Linked DNA regions of Mus musculus: region 2 is linked to region 1. The links are chromatin contacts, called in public Hi-C maps. All regions are on one chromosome and are shown on one strand. The core of a region is the stretch at or near the end of the contact, and the rest is flanking DNA. Distances in the headings are between cores, read along the strand shown. Region 1 overlaps Tmem117 (transmembrane protein 117). Region 2 overlaps LOC100043315 (a long non-coding RNA gene).

What was found. A called contact is a pair of places that touch in the nucleus more often than the background predicts.
Region 2: a Hi-C map of cortical neurons shows a contact between it and region 1, with 2.1 times the contacts expected there. The contact joins two enhancer-like sites. A contact is called at or near these places in 6 of 484 Hi-C or Micro-C datasets (cortical neurons, embryonic stem cells, extraembryonic ectoderm and 2 more) and 1 of 115 datasets of contacts at active chromatin or transcription factors (neural progenitor cells).

What each region holds. Positions count from the first base shown.
Region 1 is chr15:94,773,066-94,779,416 of GRCm38.p6, reverse strand. The region is part of intron 3 of Tmem117 (transmembrane protein 117); the gene reads right to left. Among named protein-coding and RNA genes, the nearest start is that of Gm25546, 95 kb to the right of the region's middle. Within about 2 kb of position 2,891, at least 11 of the 459 cell types and tissues checked have an H3K27ac peak or open chromatin away from gene starts, as enhancers often do. A contact at or near this core is called in cortical neurons, where this site is marked.
Region 2 is chr15:95,133,116-95,139,466 of GRCm38.p6, reverse strand. The region is part of intron 2 of LOC100043315 (a long non-coding RNA gene); the gene reads left to right. Among named protein-coding and RNA genes, the nearest start is that of Gm30810, 56 kb to the right of the region's middle. Within about 2 kb of position 2,941, at least 29 of the 459 cell types and tissues checked have an H3K27ac peak or open chromatin away from gene starts, as enhancers often do. A contact at or near this core is called in cortical neurons, where this site is marked.

The sequences.
Region 1 (6,351 bases), core at 1,642-4,141:
TGTTATCTCCTCTGAACAGAGGAAAAAAAATCAAAGTCGTATTAATGATCTTTGATTCTTTCATGAAAAAAAATCAACAGCCTCCCTACGCTGAAGACAAGTAAAACATCCTGCCAGTCAAGGGGCGGCCGTGCCCAGGACTGTTGTCATCCAGCTGCCCTTGAACTTAAGAAAGAAGAAACTCAGAAACACAAGTTCAAATGCGCATCTACTGAGAAGATTAAGGGAATTGTGCAAAATTCTGGGGATTGTCATTAAAAATAATATTTGGATTCAACTCATAGCATGCGTGCGACATTTTCAAATCACGCCTCAGCCCCCAGCTTCAGTTACTTCATCTAGTAGCCAAGGGAGTTGGCTTTACAGCTATATGATACATTATGAATGGACTAAGAATAATCTGCAGAGATAGTCAGAGGCTCAGCTCTAGAGCAGACACATTACATGGGACACCACTAAACTACACTCATGTGTACAGTCATTCTCTTCTTGTTCTACCCTCAAACTGTTGAGTTACTTTATTGCTTTATAATAAATCTCTGAAACTTTCCACCATGAAAAAAAAAAACCTACCTTTACTTATTCTTTATGGCTGTTAGGGATCCAACTCAGGTCCTCCTCACACACACCAGGCAATCCAGCACACCACAGCTGAGCTACATACACCACTCCTTCATCAGACATATGTAAAACATATGCATTGTGAGGGACCATTTTGTTTTTGCTGGACACACTTCTATAAACCGTTATGTTGCTTCTAGTTAGCATTCAAAGTAATGGTATGAATGTGGCATCCTCATAATGCATTATTGGTTGACTCTCCTTCCTCATCCCCCATCTCGTTTGTCCTCTCTCTCCTCCCGGGAGTTCTATTCTGCTTTCAAGTCACCTGTGTTCTATTGCCCTCTACAGTTGCCTCCCAACTTTCTTAAGAACACTTTGTCCTCCACTCAGTTCTCTTTCTGCCTACTTGGCCTAGTCCCACATGTGGCATCACACACTAATACATAAATAATAATAATAATAATAAAACAACATATAGCCGGGCGTGGTGGCACACGCCTTTAATCCCAGCACTCGGGAGGCAGAGGCAGGCGGATTTCTGAGTTCGAGGCCAGCCTGGTCTACAAAGTGAGCTCCAGGACAGCCAGGGCTATACAGAGAAACCCTGTCTTGAAAAAACAAAAACAAAACAAAAAAACAAAAAAAAAACAAAACAAAAAAACCCAACATATACATAGCTAGATTGTCAACAGATGACAAGCATTCGCTTTGAATATAAAAGCTCTCAGAGTGTGGGGCATTTGTTTTGGTCCTAATGCTGGAGGGAACGACGCACACGCCTGCATCTTTGCATTTGAACATGCTCATTTGTGCTGCTTATGTGTCCCGCTGACAGGTCAACTGACTGCAGACTTAGAACATCATCCTTGACCACTATTTAGCTACCAACAAATGTCAGTGATGTCTCCTCACACGATGCAGTAAAGAGGAAGGCTCTCTCCTGCAAGGTCCCAACAAAATGCGACATCAGAATCCAGCCATGAGAAATTAGCAGATACACCAAAATGGAGGAACTTTGATAATATTATCTACTGACCTATATCTCTTTTGTCAATGTTATAAAAATCCAAAGAGTCACTCAATGTCCCCAAAGACTGAAGAACTGTGATGACCAAATACATCGTGTAACCCTTGGTGGCATTTCAACTTGAAGGCAGTAAAAATGATGGCCATGGAAGTTGTTAAAACTTTGGGGTAAACTATAAATTAAGATTACATCTATATTGGGCCTTGGCTCTTGTTTATGAACAATTACACTTAAAAAAAAAATAATACATGGAGGAATGAAGGCTATACACATAAAGACGATACATATGTACAAAGAGAAATGACCATATAAATGCATTAAAAATTACTGGGCTGGAGAGATGGCTCAGTGGTTAAGAGCACTGACTGCTCTTCCAGAGGTCCTGGGTTCAATTCCCAGCAACTACATGGTGGCTCACAACCATCTGTAATGGGATCTGATGCCCTCTTCTGGGGTGTCTGAAGACAGCTACAGTGGATCACATAAATAAGTTAATTAATTTATAAATTAATTAATTAATACTAACTATGGCTACTGGTTCTTTTGTACTTTCTGCTTTTAAAACTCCCTCCTATATGTTTTCAATTAGATCAAATCAAGTGTTAAGAGAATGCTTGACTATGTAACTGCCAGTCAGAAATGTGGCATATGGGGTGTCCTGTAAAGTTCCAGGTAGACCCAGTACATATTTTCCTGGCTATAACACAGAAACTATTCAGGAAGCCAGTAAAATGAGTAACGTGCATGTGTGATTTGTGACGCTATAAAAATTTTAGCATGGCAGTTAAATAAAAATCCTGGAAGTTGGTGGGAAGGTTTCAGTGGAAATCGCAGATGTATAGGACCATCTTCTGAGGCTATGATGTAGCAACCAACGGATCACCCACTAGGAAGGAGAAACACATGGTATGGTACTGTGGTGTTCATGCCTGTGCACTCTCAAGCTACACAGTTCAAGTTCCTGTGGAAGGCAGAGAATAAATGGCCACGGGACAGGGGAACAGAAAGCGTAGCCTAGAAACAGTGAATGTGGTTACTTTGTTTCCATACGCGGGCTTCAGACACCACAACGGATACCCTGCTGAAACATAACACCAGCAAAGAACATGCCAAGACTGCAAAATTAAGCTTCTCACAGACCCGGTTAGTGATAACCCATATAATATCAGGGTCATCTGCAACAACCACAAAGCTGTCAGCATGATGAGCCGTGCACGGGATGAAAAAAGATCACTGACCCGTGCTAATTTGTATCGACTATCAAAGACTAGCCACACAGAGCCATCTCTGATGGGGAAGGATGGTGACCTGGGTCATGTGAAATTTCCTGCAGATGCTTCCACGGAAGGGTGGAGGAGGGAAGGGGTGGAAGAGGGGAGAGGTGGAGGAGGGGAGGGGTGGAGGAGGGGGAGGGGTGGAGGAGGGGGAGGAGCCTGTCTTCTCCCTAGAGCAGAATGCCACAAACTGTCACAAATTGTAGCTGTGTAATGAACCTAAATTAGGAGTTCTCACACATAGGCAACCGACAGAGGATCTGAAATGCCATCTGTTATATTTAAACCTCAGAAGTCTTCTCTGGAGAAGTTTCCTTTTCTCAAGGAATAAAGTTCTTTAATACAAGTTCGGTAGAATAAAAAATGAGATGTCTCAAGAGGTCGCCAGCAATTTTTTTTTTTTTTGCCCCAAACCTGTCCAAACTCAAAAACTATCTCAGCATTTCATTACTGGATCTTCCTGAACTTTGCCAAAGTCCTTTTAGTGTCTGTATAGCAAGAGAAGGAAATTGTTGTCCAGAGACCTACTGAGGCAGGGGTCCGTCCCTCAGAAGAGGACTAAGAAGGACTTGTAGTTGAGAAGGGAGGAATCAGTGGGGGTTACCTGACTAGGTAAAGGCATTAGGGAGCAACATGCAAAGCTGTGGGGCCACAGAGATCAAAGGACAGAAGGTCTTCTTGTCACTTATAGCTAGTGTTTTCCTGACAAATGGGGACTTGTTGCAATATGCAAGCCATGTAAGCAGTCTTTAAACAGCAAGCCATAGGCTTACTTGGGATAGACTCAAAGCAATTTGTGTATGTGAGAGCTTGAGTTTGGTACTAGCCATCCATAGCTGCTTTGAAGAGGAGAACAGGATGCAGCCAGGTTATGCTAATACCAAGGCCACCACAGCACACCAACACTTGTCAAAACTGAACACTCAGCTACCACCCAGACCCAGATCCCCTGCTCTGGACTGGTCCACCTCAATATCTACCCCATTTATGAGCTGCAGGATCTTCATGACACAGGGCAACAACAGGATATCCCAGAAAAATCTCAGTGAGGATCCAGTGTTAATAGCGTAGCAGAAGCCAGAGGCCTCAAACCAGACCACTGACCCATTGCAGTGAACACTTGCAAATAAAGTTGTTTAGAAAAAAAGGTGTAGTGTATGATAAACTGACCTACCATGGCTTCCACAGTGACTTTTTTTTTTTCTTGTTCTGGGAGGTTATAAGTGTGGAGAGTAGATATGGAAGGGTGAATGATGTAAAATTCACAAAGAATCAATAAAAATTATATAAGAAAAAATGAACAGCGTGTGTCAGGATAAGGAGATACTCAGTGCCCAAGAGCACTGACTGTTCTTCCAAAATATTTGTTCCCAGCGCCCACATCATAGCTCGCAGCCACCCATAGCTCCAGTTCCAGCACTCCGATGAAGGCCTCCTCCTGACCTCCGAGGGTACCAGGCATGTATGTATTATTCACATGTAACATTCAGGCAAAACACTCATACACACAAAAAGAAACAAATTAATCATTTAAAGTACACATCACTTGATCTGTAAAATTAAAAAAAAATAAAACAGAAAAATACAGAGTCCTCCACTTGTTTGGAATCTCAACCAGCGGACTGACAATCTGCACCCTGATATCAGAGCTCGGCAGACAGGGCTGAGTGCCTATCCTCTGTATGGTTATTCCCCTCTTACTCGGCTAGCACTAAGCACCCTGAGTTACTTGCTGAATACACTGGAACAGTCTGAAGATCAACCCCAGCTTTTGTCATTTCTTCTTCATATTATAGCTTCCGTTCTGTCTGGAGCATTTTCCCTGAGTGGAGCAGAGATTGTAGCCGAATCCCTACTGCTAGTTAATTTTAGCAGACTGTTGATTCTCAAAATTACCCATGAATACCCTGACTATTAGCAACCCAAGAATTGTCAGAGAATAGCTGAAGTTTTTTGTTAATACGCTCTCGGCTTAAATTCAAATGATCTCCCCCAGCCTTAATATATACCCAAGGGGTTAAACATATTTGCTCATTTGCTTAAAATGTTAGGCTCTGTCAGTTTATTGGTGGAAGTGAATAATTCCGGGCTGGTAGTGCCAGATCCAGCCAACGGTAATCCAGGGGCAAGAGTCTTAGCCTGGAAATGGCTTCTGTGTTCTAACGCATGCGCTAAGCTTCCACTTTCTAACTCGTAGCTGGCCTCTGAGCATGAGAGGAAAACATACAGAGGGATACTATGAGGCTTACCACCTCTGAGCGAAGCTAGAATCTTGATTCAGATAAGATTGGGCTGCAAATAATATAGAAGACATAAAACAGCTACGGACGGATGACTCGTGGCAAGGATATCTGAACGACGCTGCTGACAGAGCCCAGTCACATTCAATGCACCAAGTTCTTTCTTCAATCAAAGACGACATAGGTCCTATCACTGCATTTGACACACCACCCCCGGCTTCTTTAATCTGTTTGTTCTGTTTTTTTTTTTTATTTATTTTTAAATTACTGGAAATTTCTAAGGATTTGCCATTACTCGCTAAAACCATTGCCTTGTTCTGTGTGGTCCTAGGAGGAAGGATGCGTGTTGATTGTTTTCACAGACCCTAACTAGCATGTTGTGTGTCTGGAGCTGCGTTTGGACGGGAGAAGCTTTCTCCCATGGTGCGGCTTGAGTAAGGGAAACAACAGAGACATTTCAGGGGACGAAACACTATGTTCATGGAAGCTTTATTGAAGTGTATCTAGAGCTCCCAAGAGCCAGAATCCCATCCGCTGACAACTAAGGGAGCTTTCTATGTGGCATGGATGACATCCCTTGCATAGCTTATGTTATATGACTATTGCTAATGATTGGTGAAACTGCAATCTTTTAAAAAAAATCCGAAATAAAACAAATAATATTTATGAAATAAAAACACCAAATGTGACTTCAGGTCCCGACTATACTGATCATAAGCTACTCTGAATGCTCTTCCCTTATTGAGAATGGGTTCTTCTCTCAAACAATATATCCTGATTACACTTTCCCTTCCTTTACTTGTCCCAGTTCCTGCCCAGGGCCCCTCCCCTCTGTATCCACTCCTTTTCTGTCTCTTGTTAGGAAAGAACAGGCTCCTAAGAGATAACAACCTACATGGCTGAATAAAAAATAATAGTCAGACGAAGCAAAACTATCATGAAGGTAGACACAGCAACCCAACAGGGAGAAAAGAGTCCCAAGAGTAGGCACAAGAGTCAGAGACATTCACTCCTTCTCATGCTCAGAGTCCCATAGGAATACCAAGATGAGCACTACAATTTATACATAGAGGACATAGTGCAGACCCTTGTAGGCCCAATACGTGCTGCTTTGGTCTCTGTGAGCTTGTATGGGCCTTGTTTCAGTGATTCAGAGGGCCTTATTCTCCTGGCATCCTTCATCCTATCCCCTCTGGATCTTACAATCTTTCTGCCTCCTCAACCTCCCTGTTCCCTGAGCTCTGAG
Region 2 (6,351 bases), core at 1,692-4,191, 360 kb before region 1:
TCAGTTTCCTGAGAGGTTAAATAGTGGAAGTTGAATGGTGGATGCTTACTGTGTCTTCAGTTCTCATCATATGGCTCCGTCCCATCCTATATTATAATAAGTTCCACAAAAGTCTCAAATCCCAGAATTGACCTTTAGTGCTTTTTCCATTGGCTTTTTGCCAATGTTCAAAAATAAAATAAAAACAACAAACTATTCCCTGCCCCAGCTCTCGCTGCACTGTCAGATAAGAAGCAATTACTGCATTTTTGTCTGCCTGATGAAGTGTTGCTGGTCCATATCAAGTCAAATCATAAAGTAGATAAAACCACATGCAGATTATCGATGAGTGGATGAGTCTCTCCACTGACCCCAAAAGCGCATGAGCCGACCGATCCGGGGGTTCTGAGAAAGACCATTATTAGAGTTGCTTGTTTGTGTCCACTCAGTGTTTACAGTTGGCTTATGTTTGGCAGTGAGCTCCAGGTTACACCATTGCTGCAATATCATCATCTTTGCAATTCTTCAGACAGCATTTGCCTTAGCCAGTGTTCCTCCTGCCCAGCAAATCTGTTTCTGTCTGGGTGTAAATCCGGCGGCTGCTTGCTGACTACACTGGCTGCTCTTGTACTCCTCTGTGCGTGGCTTGGGTGGCAGAAATTCATCAGGAACCTTTTCTTCCTGAACGACATTAGCTTGAGATTTTAGTGTTGGGGCGGTTGTGCCTTGGTAAGCAGTTTCCCCTTTCATTAATCCAAGGTCTGAAGAGAGCTGTGACACTTTCACCTCGGGATCGTCAGGGAACCAGAAAAAGTGACAGATGTCCACTTATTTTTGGTTAAAGTGGTGTCACTTAAATGTCACAAAATGTTCTGCCTAATGGATATTTCCCGCTCTTCTGTGTCTCTGAAATTATTCCTTTCCAAGGGGAATTGTGTATGTTTGGGATAGGGGTGGGACGGGGGCAGAGGAGGGGGGAACTAGAGAGCAATTAAGGAAGACACTTTGATCAATGTTTATGCTATAAGAACACATACTTAAAAAAAAAAAGCACACTCCCCAATCCAGTGGAAAGAAAGGCTGGTAAAGAAATAGCTGCAAAACTATATGATAATTAAAGCAGGACGTTGACATTTTCCCCACATAGGAAAAGAACACAGAGGCAGAAGAAATGGCTTCTTGTGTGATAAGGCTTAAAATGGGAGGTGTGGTTCTTGTTGGTGGCTGTATTAGTTGTCCTTGCTATGGTGATGATATGCAGGAAAAGAAGTTACTTAAGGATGGAAGAATATTTTGGTTCATAGATTAGGGTGTAAAGTAACGCTCTGATCTATGTAACATAACAAGTAGGGCTTAGTACAGGGCAGGTTAGGCATAGTCTAGAGATGTGGTTGGTTATATTGTTTCCATAGCCACAATGTAGTGACAGATGAATGCTTGGCACCCAGCTGGCTTCCTCCTTTCTCCCAGCCCATAGGATGCTACTACCTACATTCAGAGTGGTACTTCCAGGCTTAGTTAACCCTCCTGGAGAGACCATTACAGACAAATCCAGAGGTGTTCCTCATTAATGCCTGGGTGTTAATCATCAGAATTATCAGATGTGTGTGATGTCAACGGTTTGCATTTTAAAACATCTAATTTTTAATATCCACTTATTCAGAAAGATTGGCTCGTATGCTAAGCTGATGGAAGTTGGCGAGCTCATGATCACCACTAGGCAGTCCAGAGACTCAAGGAGCTGATTGTGCAGGTCTTGTCTGAGCTACAGCTCAAAGACAGACAGACAGGAGGAGCCAGCAGTTTCTTCTGTTCTGCCCATCGTAATCAGCTCTTGAATTCCATTTGGACCTTCAACAGATTGCATGAGATGCCCACCCACATTGGGATGGGCGATCTGCTTTATTCAGACTGTTGGTGTAAAATGTTAATCCTGCCAAAGACACCTTCAGAGAAACACTTAAAATAGTTGTTGACTGAATGTTTGGCTTAATAAACAGACATAAAATTAACCATCACAGCAACAAACCTGCTGAGAAAATTAAGATAGAAACTGGCTACAAGAGACCCACCAATGGGATTCCCACAGCCCTTTGTCGTCTGACACAGGCTGGGAGCAAGTGGGAATTCATTATTGTATCCAGCAGCTCCTTGTTTCTTTATATGTAAGGCTTGTCACATAACAGCATGCTCGGCCTGGGGGACGCAATGGAGAGCTGAACGGCTCTTATCCTGTGGCCATTTTCCCTGCTGTAGAGATGCCGTAATCAGTGGCTTGCAGACACAGAATCTGACACACTGTACTTGGCAATGGTGACAGAAAAGTACAAAAGAGCCACAGCCTGGGAGCCGAGTAGCAGTTACAGAAGGTCTCCTTGACCGAGTGGGGCATCAGCTGAGGCTTCAGGGAAAGGGGGGTGGGGGGGCAAAATACAGGAGAGAAGAAAGGAAGCTGGCATTTGCTCAGCAGGCATGTTTTTTGGCAATTGGACTAATTCTCTGAGGTGACCAGAAAAAAAAAATCTAACCTCGTGAATCTTGTAGTCCACTGAGGGGCAGAGGTGAGGTGGAGACACATACACATGATAAGCTGCATTATGACTGGGTACTGAAAATGTTGACCAGGGTGAGCTTCCTCGGGAACATGGGAAGATGAGGGTCATGTTGCTAGTCCCCAAGGCGGTGGCATTTGAACAAGGACTTAAAAAAATAAAATAAAATAAGAGAGCTGACTGCGTGGACATTTGGAGGATGGCATTCAAGAAAAAGAAATGTAAACGAATGGCCTATGGCTAGTCCGAACATGGAGCTGGGGGACAGGAGCAGCACATTGTGAGGCATGTGGGCAAAAGCACGGACAATGACGCCATCATAGCGCAGCACGGGACAGCGCAGCACTGGGCAGCACAGCACCGCAGCATGGAGCAGGACGTCACGGAGCAGTGTAGCACGGGGCAGTGTAGCAACACACTGGACAGCATGACATGGGCAGTGCAACACAGGGCAGCACAGCTCGGGGCAGCACAGCATAGGACAGTGTAGCATGGGATAGCGCAGCACAGGGTAGTACACGAAGCAGGGCAGCATCACAGTGTAGCTCTGGGCAGTGCAGCTCAGGGCAGTGTAGCACAGGACAGGACAGCACGGGACAGTGCAGCACGGGGCAGCGCAGCATAACAGTGCAGCTTGGTACAGTGTAGCACGGAGGATGAACACACTATAGGAGAATGTATGTCGTCACCACAGCCCGTGCCTGCCATGCTGACTATCTCAAAGGCTATACAAGACTACTCAGAGTAACTATCACAAGATCATTCCTGCAGCCTGCATCCTGGCTCTGTTCACTATGAACATTGTGGTACTAGTAGTTATTTAATCTTCCCACGAATGTGAAAAACGGTGGTTCTAGTACTAGATTACATTGTTGCTATGACAACTGATTTAATGAGTGTGGGTGGGGTGCTTATGAGTAGATGTATTAGCTTGAGTCTTTATTCTCAGCATTTCTGTGGGGACCTGGGAGACATGGACAGAATTCCCCCAAAGCTTACAGGCCAGCTAGCTTGGGGCCAGTTGGCTTGAACTGTGTTGTAGGGAATAGTAAATATCCTACTTCAGATCTAGGTTGGAGGGGAGAACTTCTACATGAGAGGAATAACATGGGTACTCCTGCGCACGCACGCGCACACGCACACACACTGTATCAAGATGGAAACATTCCATCCGGTAGGGAAGTTCCTTAGGCAGGAAGGTAAACAACTCATAAGTCCATGTTAACCCACCTGCTTCCCTAGGTCCCTCCCCGCTAGAGTAAGAGAGAAAAGCTGAGAGTCCCTCTCAGAGGCGTGAAACTGAGCTTCCAAGAAGCCTCTTAGTCTCTTAGGGCCTGAAAAGAAGACTCTGAGACCAGATAGGCTGCCTGGACGAGGCTGAGCCCACTTGGAAAGGACACCTTTCTACCTGCTGAGCTGCCTGCAGGCAGTGTCCTCCAGGTTCCCAGCTTTGTGAGCTGTCACTCATGCTGGGGAGGACTTTGGTGATGTGGCTGTCTTTGTGTCATTTCTGCTCCTGGGAGTAACCCTTCACCCATATTCCTGTAAGTAACCCCAATTAAACTCATTGGTTCACCACGTTGGACTTTGGTGGTATCTGTACTTCGGTCTATCATGGCTTCCCTATTTGGGATGAATAGATGGGTATGTTGCATCTCTCTGGGAAGTTTTGTCATACAACACACACACACACACACACTCATAATGTACAGACATTCATGCATAATGCACACTTCAATCAGAGAGTCTCTGCAGGAGTAGAACTGCCAGTCTGTACTTTATCCCTACAGCTTTGCTTCCGGAGACCATGTCCCCTTGAACACAAGACATCAGTCAAACTCTACCCAATGCCCAGACCTGACTAGCAAGAAGCTGTGAGAAAAAGCTTGCCCTCTGCAACAGGCATCTGATTAGTATCTGGAAGGGTCAAAGGAAGGTCTTCCAAGTCTGGGTGAGGAGCAGCTATCTTTGCCAGGATGGGTGATCTGTGCTCTGGGCACTGTTGGAATGCTCAATCAACCATACGGACATGAGATTAAGGCTCTGCTTGGAGGCCTGACTGGTTTGCTAAATTCTCATTCCATGTTTGTACAAGGACAGTTAAGCCCAGATAACATTCTCGTACCTTCCCTGAACATATTTATTCCTTTAGAATTGGAAAAAAAAAAAAGAGTCTCAATGCTCTTTAAAATAACCTCACAAATTGTGAAGGTCTTAAATTTTTTGATAAAAACCAGTAATATGTTTACAGGCATTATTGAAGCATTGATTTCTTGTAGGGCATTTCAAACAACTCCTAACTCCCCTGGTTTCCTCCCTAGACAGAAATTAAAATCAACCATGCAACTATTTAAAGTTTAAACACACTTGAATTTGTTACTCTCAAAGCATCAAAGTCACAAAACACATGCATGAATGGCCTAAAGGAAGAATTTACCTTGGCTCCTGGCTTCGGGGCTCCCTGCCCACAGCCCCCAGTCTTGTTAATTCTGGGCACATGGAGTAGGAAGACCATGGAGATGAGCAGTACATCTCATGGCTATCAGGAAGGTAGCAGCAATAGAAACAGAAAGGGCCTGAAGACAAGGTATGCCCCCCATAGGACAACTCCAGACATTTCCAGTACCCCTAAACAAAGTCAGGAAGAATCCAATACATGTGCCCATGGGTGACAGTTCACACTCAAAGTACCTTGTGCCCTATATTGTCAATAAGAAAGTATTTTTAAGTTATAGTGACAGTATAATAGAAAGATCTGTCTTGTTTTGTTTTGAGATTTTGCTGTGGCATTTATTATTCTTTACCCCTCATTTGTGCAATGAATTTGAATGGCTATTTTTATATAAATTTCATTTGTGCAATGAATTTGAATGGCTATTTTTATATAAATTTCATATACCACAAATCCTCAAAACTAATATTTGTAAAAATGTGAGTTAAAGTAAAAGAAAATCAGTATGAATTGCAAAATGCAATTACTTTGTATGTTAAAGCCATTACATCTTAACAAATGCTAATTTCTTTTTTTATTAATCATTCCATTCATTTACATCTCAAATGATACCCCACTTCCCAGTTACCCTTCCACAAGTTCCCCCATCCCACAACCTCCCTATCCTCCCTCCCCTTGCCTCTATGAGGGTGAATCCCCACCTACTCTTTCCCACCCCACCCCTCCAACATCCCCCTACTCTGGGGCATCAAACCTCCACAGGATCAAGGGCCTCCCCTTCCATTGATGCCACACAAGGCCATTCTCTGCTAACTATGTCTGTGGAACCAGGGATCCCTCCCTGTACACTCCTTGGTGGGTGGGTGGTCTAGTCCTTGGGAGCACTGGGTGGTCCAGCCAGCTTATGGGTGTCCAAGTACTTATGCTTACTATATATTCTAAATCTCAGGAGGCAGGGTTTGGAGCTCTAAAATTAGCCATCTTCTGTGGGAGTCCCTGCAGGTGCCATACAGGGAACCAAACATTGTGAAGAGAAAATAGTGACAACCTGCTGCAGATTGGTTTCATCAAGCTGGATTAGACTTCAGGAAGTCTAATGCCAGGAGATTTATTCCCAATGTATTTAAGTCCAGTATAATTTGGGGGTAAAATATGTTTCCTGGTATGACACAATCCCCTGTGCACAAGGAAGCATCAAAAATCAAGTCAGGGTAGCATCATTTCTTCCAAGAAGATGGGTTCTAGAGATAGGCTACCTGTACCAGCTTAAGGGCCTAAAGTTCTGGCCTGGTTTCTGTCATACAGATAGCATAAAGGTCATTGCGAGCTATTAGCTACTTCTGGTCCTGGTTGTGGGAGCTTGGGGGG